2 separate regions of the Mus musculus genome follow, and region 2 is linked to region 1. The links are chromatin contacts, called in public HiCAR-type maps. All regions are on one chromosome and are shown on one strand. The core of a region is the stretch at or near the end of the contact, and the rest is flanking DNA. Distances in the headings are between cores, read along the strand shown.

The links. HiCAR-type assays count read pairs that join an accessible place to other places.
Region 2: a contact with region 1 is called in a HiCAR-type map of astrocytes, with 2.9 times the contacts expected there. The contact joins two enhancer-like sites. A contact is called at or near these places in 3 of 484 Hi-C or Micro-C datasets (bone marrow-derived macrophages, myocytes and stem cell-derived neural stem cells) and 4 of 115 datasets of contacts at active chromatin or transcription factors (astrocytes, embryonic basal ganglia and stem cell-derived neural progenitor cells).

Annotation. Positions count from the first base shown.
Region 1 is chr9:61,548,210-61,551,560 of GRCm38.p6, forward strand. No RefSeq gene overlaps it. Among named protein-coding and RNA genes, the nearest start is that of Gm34424, 40 kb to the left of the region's middle. Within about 2 kb of position 1,877, at least 47 of the 459 cell types and tissues checked have an H3K27ac peak or open chromatin away from gene starts, as enhancers often do. A contact at or near this core is called in astrocytes and embryonic basal ganglia, where this site is marked.
Region 2 is chr9:61,871,079-61,874,429 of GRCm38.p6, forward strand. It overlaps Gm34974 (a long non-coding RNA gene), which reads right to left. Exons shown (of 6, transcript XR_001779199.2): 3 at 2,673-2,796. Among named protein-coding and RNA genes, the nearest start is that of Gm34974, 26 kb to the right of the region's middle. Within about 2 kb of position 1,638, at least 53 of the 459 cell types and tissues checked have an H3K27ac peak or open chromatin away from gene starts, as enhancers often do. A contact at or near this core is called in astrocytes and embryonic basal ganglia, where this site is marked.

The DNA.
Region 1 (3,351 bases), core at 627-3,126:
ACCATAAGTATATTCCTGCTGCCTGGGAAGAGAGAGTAGTGCCATCCACTTGGGCTGGCAGTTGTCCTAGCCAACCAAGCTGACCCAGGAAGATAGCCACAGCAAGGGAAATGAACCTGTTGGCTTTGCTGCCTCCTACAGAGAGGAGATGCTGTTAGTGCAGAGTCTCCCACAGATAGCAGGAGAGCTGAGCTCCTTGCTTCTCCTGGCCTGAGCCCACACCAACCTTGAAGCAGAAGCTGGCAGCAGGGGAAGAGATCTATGGGACCTCGTTGAGATTTCACACGCAATAAAGTTGACTTGTGATCGGAATAAGAAAAAGAACAGGCCAGCATCTTCCTGCGGCCTCTCCCCAGCTTCAACATGACCATCCGGGGGCAGGGGGGGGTGCAGGGGAGTGATCAGTTTACTTGCCTCAAGCCAGGGAGCTATAGCTACCCTGGTCCCTTGCCCGCACTGTACCATGCAAGGTTGAAAAAGGAGCATCCGGACAGTTCAGCAGATACAGGCATGTCCACCAAGCGTTTGATGCGCAGAACCCACACAGTAGAAGGAGAGAACCGATTCCTGCAAGTTCCCCTCCCAACCTCCATTTGCACCACAACCCCTCATGTGTACACAGGGCATGCACACACATAGACAATGATAACACATTTTATTATTATTATTATTTCAAGAAGAATTAGCACACATACTTTTTTTCTCCTCACAAATAGGCTTTTTTTTTTTTACTGTGGAAACCAGGCTAAATAAAGTTTAAAAATTTAAAAAGAGATGGTAAAATATGAGATGACATCAACATGTGTCAGCTCTGAACCTTACAGGGAGTTGGCCCTGGTGGGCTTGAGGGGATGGGGGTTCATTAGGAGCAGAGATCAAGATGAGGAACAGAGGGTAAGTGTTGTATGTGTGTGTGGGTGGGGGGGGGGTGTCCCAATATTCTTGGGAACAGGTCTGCCAACCATGGCTGCCCTTTCATCCACAGGCCTCCCTGCCTTGGCACCCACTTTCTGTGCAGAACTGAGCCTGGCCAGCAACGTCTGACTGCAGTACCAGGTGACCTTGACACAGTCACCTGACTGCAGTACCAGGTGACCTTGACAGTCACACCTTTAGAAGCATCAAAGCCAGGGTAGGCGTGCTCCAGCCATGCCCAAGTCCAAGTTTCTGCCCCATACCTGCTGCCAGACAAGAACTGAGCAAGGAGCCTAGCCCACCCCATGTCCAAAGCCTCTTTTCTTGATCAGCACGAAGCCCAATCCAGGTGGGTCCTGGATTGATATTAATTAATTAGCAAAGTTTTCCCTCTTGCCAGAGCAGCTCTGACTGGTGGTGTCAGGTGGGTAGGGGTGAGGGTGTTGTCCTCAGGAGTCCTAAATCCAAGCCCCAGGGCATCACTAAAACAGTGCACAGGGCCTTAGACTGGCTGCCTCCTCCCTCTCTTCAGGGACCTGGGATAAGACCCAGCTTCCAGCATTCCTGTTCCAAGTGACAAGGGCACAAGCCCTTGTCAAAGCACAGCCTTCCTTCATCCCTCTCTGCTGTGCTGAACTGCCTATCGTGACAGTCCCCCAACCCTGCACCACAGGGAGACCCAGAAACCCAGCCAGAACCCTGCCTAACGAGAAGGCAAGTGCTTGACACCACGTCCTGTTCCACAGGCAGTCTCCTGCCGGGAGACATGGGGGCACTTCTGGGAAATAAGCTGTGGACAACAAGGGTGCCTTTGTATTTTAGACCTGCTGCCACTCTCTGGCTGGGTGACCTGGGGCAAATTAATTACCCTCTCTGAGCCTTGGTTCACCCTCAGTCCTAAGAATAATCACAACCTCAAGGGATAATTGTAGAGTGGAAAGAGATGAATACCAAGCACTTAAAGCACTCAGCCCCTCCTCCCTCCAGGCCAAGCATCTTGTTTACCCTTGCTTTAGGCACAGGACTGCACAGAGTAGTCTCTGTGTTCCCTTCTTTCTAAAGAAAAGACGAAATACACTGGGCCATTGTCACTCTTGCCAATACATTGTCTCATTCAGTTCCCATAGCAGCCTGGCATGGTCCAGCACTTGCTGTCCATGGGTCTCAAGTGCAGGAATTCAATCACCCATGGTTTGAAAATATTTGGAAAAAAACATATTGGGTTTGTATTGAAGAAGCACTGGCCCTCTCCCTTACTATCCTTTAGCAGAGCATTTAAACATAATAGCACAACTATTTACGTCCCATCGTGTCGTTTTATTGGGGTAGCTTATGGAGTGTGGAGATGCTGTGAAGGGTGAGAGGAAGTAAAGAGATATGCAAATCATATGCAAATATAGCACCACCTCAGAGGAGGGGCTTCAGGACCTGTGGCTTTGCCATCCATCATGGAGACTATGGATGGAGGTTAATATACAGTTAGGGAAATCATTGTGTCATCAGGCCAAGAGCTCACTGACAGTGGTCCCTAGGTGGGCCTATGTGTAGGACACATAAGCTATTGTGTCTAAGGTCCTAAGCTAAGGGTAGGACCATGGATATCGGTGAAGTTAAGAAAGGGAGGAAAGGAGCTAAAACCTGCCTGTGAAAGAGCTGATGGTCACCAGCAGGGATGCCTGTACTGGACATCCCAGGGATGGTGCAGGACACAGCCACTTAGATGGCCTGGACCCCGCTGAGACTGCCTTAAACATCCCCATGATGTCCGTAGGTGGGGGATTGCCTGACATGGACCCCTAAGTGTCTAGCTCTTTGCATGACTCTCCTGAAATCTGATCCCAAAGAGCCCACACTGGCCTCGAGGCTAAGGACACCTCACCTGAACTAAGCTCCATCACTGGTCAAACTATTCTCTTCTCCAAATCTCAGTTACCCTCTGTGAAATGGGTGTAAGCATAGGATCTGCTCCTCGTGGCTGTTAGGATGCTAAACATGAACAAATGTGTCACCAGTGTACCACATAAACAAGCCTCCTTGCCAGCAAATGTCGGCCATTGATATTTGCTCCTATTGCTGAAGCAACAGAGGACTGACTTGGTGTCACCTGCCTCTCTCCCTCAGAATGTGGTGGGCCACACCTGCCACAGAAGTTCAGGGGATTAGGCCTCTCAAGTCTCCCACTCTCTCACAGCAAGCTCAGCTTCCATTCGGAACTTGCTCGGGATTCGTGTGGTGTGGGACGCACTGGATCCCAGAACCACTGCAAAGCACACGGGAGGCTGTAGGACTAATGTGCCTTGCCTCATCTCTGCTCTCTTCTCCCTCAGTCACCAAAATCCTAGCGCTCTCAGCTTCTTCCTCTTGTTCCAGACTAGATAACGAGGCTCCAAAGAGCACATGATGAATTCGCTCACTCTGGGAGACAGATGGCTGAGA
Region 2 (3,351 bases), core at 388-2,887, 320 kb after region 1:
CAAAAAAAGTAATAGTTGCCCTGCTCGATATCAAAGTGTGTTCATAATCATCATCAATTAAAATTGTTAATCCTGGAAGAAGGCACATCAGACAGATGGATTGATGGATCGGACCAAATGTACCAATGATGTACAATGGCCAGATGTACGCCTGCCTATGTGAGACATGGAACAAGTGGTCACATATCTTTTATCTGCAGGTAAGAGTAGCTACAGACAAATAGGTGGAGAGTTGACTTCCAGCTGTCTACATGGGAAAAGCAAAAGCCAGATGCCCTCAAGGGTCATCGAGACCAGGTTAGGCAGGCTACTCTGCTGCCCCACCTCCAGGTCTCTCCTCAGTGCCCCCAGACAAGCTATCTCTGCCTCCCCTGCCCCCACAGCAGCAGGGGTGCTTGACCCCATACAGCCCTCTTTCTTGTACTGCATTTCTGTAACCAGTTTGCCTTCTCCAGGGGACAGTGTATCCCAGAGGAAGAACTGCCTCTCCTGCTGACCTCAGGGCACCAGCCCCACTCTGGGCACACTGGGGGGTGGGGGAAAGGACCAGGACTTGCAGTAAGGGCTTTGAGAAACTTCCCTGCACTCGTGGTTTGCCTGGGCACTGGGCTGAGGGACCAGTATTGATCTTAGAGCAGTATTGAGGTGGGGGGGTAGTAGAGACAGAGAGAGAAAAGCCCAAAAGGCATGGAATTTGCAACTGAGAACACCCTTGATGGGAGGAGTGACCTAATTTCTGTGGGTTGCCCTCTGACCTCCAGGCCCATGCTAATACACACACAAGCCTCCCCATCCCACGAAATAAAAAATTGTCTAGCAGGACAGGAACCCACGGCAACCGAGATGTTTCTCAGAAGAAACCAGTGTAAGGGGTTTGGCAACTGGGAACACAGGAGTGAATGGGGCAAGACATGCTGGCCCCTCCCCCGGGCACCCAGACTATCCAATATGGAAAATACCCCTTCTCCACTACATGAGAATGGGGGCCCTAGCCCTACAGGGATAAAGAGCATCAGTCGACATAGACAAAATTCACCTTGGTCCCATTCCCTCCCGGTGACCTTGGCAACCTCCACTGCTCCCCCAACTCTTCCCCACCCCCCAGGCTTCAATTCCTGGGCTGTAAATTGAGCTCAACCTTTGATTCCCCTCTTGCCTGCCTTTTGAGGAGAGCCCTAGAATTTTCCATGGGGCAGTTGCACAAAAGAGAGCCATTGAGAACTAGAGCTGATGCCTGGTATAGGGACCCTGGACTGTGCTCTGTCCCTGAGAATGGCACAGACTGCAGCTGGGGACCACAGGGACGCCTCTGGAGGCCCCGCCAGTGGCACCGCCTGCCCAAGAGGCTCCGCTCTTGTCAGAATATTAACACCCTGGGTGCATTTGTGTGTCACTCATGATTGCAACCACGGTTCCAAAAGAATTATGCAGCATGCATATTTATGAGACAAGCCCAGACAAAGACTACCGCATTTTAAAAGATGCAATTATCTCTAAAAAGTTCAGCTTTATTTTCATGCTAATGAATACAATATTTTTAAGCAAACCTAATTGGTTTGCCTGGGCTGCTCTAAAGGCCCTCAACTCATTAGAGCTCCGAGGTCCCCTTCAGAGGGGGCTTTAGAGGAACCAGGGGATGCAAAGGGGGCTGAGGCACAGTGCCCCAACCCCCTTCCTGAGCCCTCTGTCTGGGTGACCAGGAGGCCTCCAGGAGGGCCACCCTGGTAGTCTGGGAATGAGGAGATCAGGGAAACTATGGGGCAAAACGAATATCCTCCCTCCTCTGCAGGGTAGAAGCCACACCATCTACCACAGAACTTGAAACTCTGGCTCCCTAGCAGTCACTGGAGTGACATTTAGAAAGGGAATCTTTTCCTAGCCGGCTATCAGCCAAGGGCTTCAGGTCGAAGTGGGTCAAAGGGTGGCGAAGCCCAGGGCCCTTATCCCAACCCCCACCTTGAGTTTTGATGTCCTCTTGCGGGCTGGACCTGGTGCTAGCTAACTCCAGAGACACTGTCTGCTGTGGAAGCCTGTCTCTGCCTGCTCATCACGGCCTGCTGAAGGTCAGGTTGCCTTCACTACTTTACACACGAGGAAAAGGGGCCGATGAAACAACCTGCAGACCCTAGGTGTTCTCCGAGACGAGCCTAAATGACCACCCAGCCTCCTTCTGTGTCTCAGGCAACTTCCTGCAGTTTAAGCTGGGTCCTTTGCTTACATTCCTGCTTATACCCAGACCCCCAAACGCACACAGGGCACAGGGCACAGCTGTGCAGGCTGTACACCGTGCAGGCTGTACCCTATACCCACACTGATGTGGTCTCTGAAGTCCTGCAGCCGCACTATACCCAACTCAGCAGACCTTACTTCTGCTGGCTTCCTGTGGGGCCATTTGAGGATCGTATGCCTGAAAGTTGTCCGGGAAAGATTTATGGGCCCAACCTGCACATTTCTGCTTGAACAACTCCCCTTAACCACATCCTCGGGGCCAAAATCCAGGAGCCCAGAACAGAACGCTGTTCAGGAAATGACAGACAGGCTGCAAAGGCCGGAGGCCGGGAGGCCAGCAAAGCACAAACCCAAGCAAGCATAGGCTGGGAGTTGGGGGCAGGGCAGCCTCTAGCCTGGAGGTGAAGAGAGGGAGAGTCCAACTCTGAGATTTCATGCCTCACCTTTCCCATCTGCAGATGAGGAGCCTGTACCCACTGATCACTCTATGCAGACGTCTTCCATTTCTAGGAAGGCTTTGCACAGAAGAGCAGAGGAAAGAAGCTACACCTCAAAGCCAGAGTCAATCTGTAAAAACAAGCAAACAAAACAAAACAAACAGAAGGGCTGGTGAGATGGCTCAGCGGGTAAGAGCACCCGACTGCTCTTCCGAAGGTCAGGAGTTCAAATCCCAGCAACCACATGGTGGCTCACAACCATCCGTAACGGGATCTGACGCCCTCTTCTGGAGTGTCTGAAGACAGCTACAGTGTACTTACATATAATGAATAAATAAAATTTAAAAAAAAAAAAAAAAAAAAAAAAAAAACAAACAAACAGAAAAATAGGACGAGCGGGATGCTTGGTACCAAGTCCGAGAAGTTGCCCTTTGACCTGCTTGAGCATACACACACACACACACACACACACACACACACACACACACACACACACACACACACTAATTTTTAAAAATAAAAACAAGAAAAAAAAACCTTTATAAATAAGCCACCTAGGGCATGATTCTACCCACCCCTGCTGGGGGTGCACTCTCCATGTCTACCTCCTAGCTGCAGAACTGCCAGAGAAAACTGGTTCAGCAGAGGAAAAGTGGGTGGATCTTTAAACCAAGTCACTGAGCAG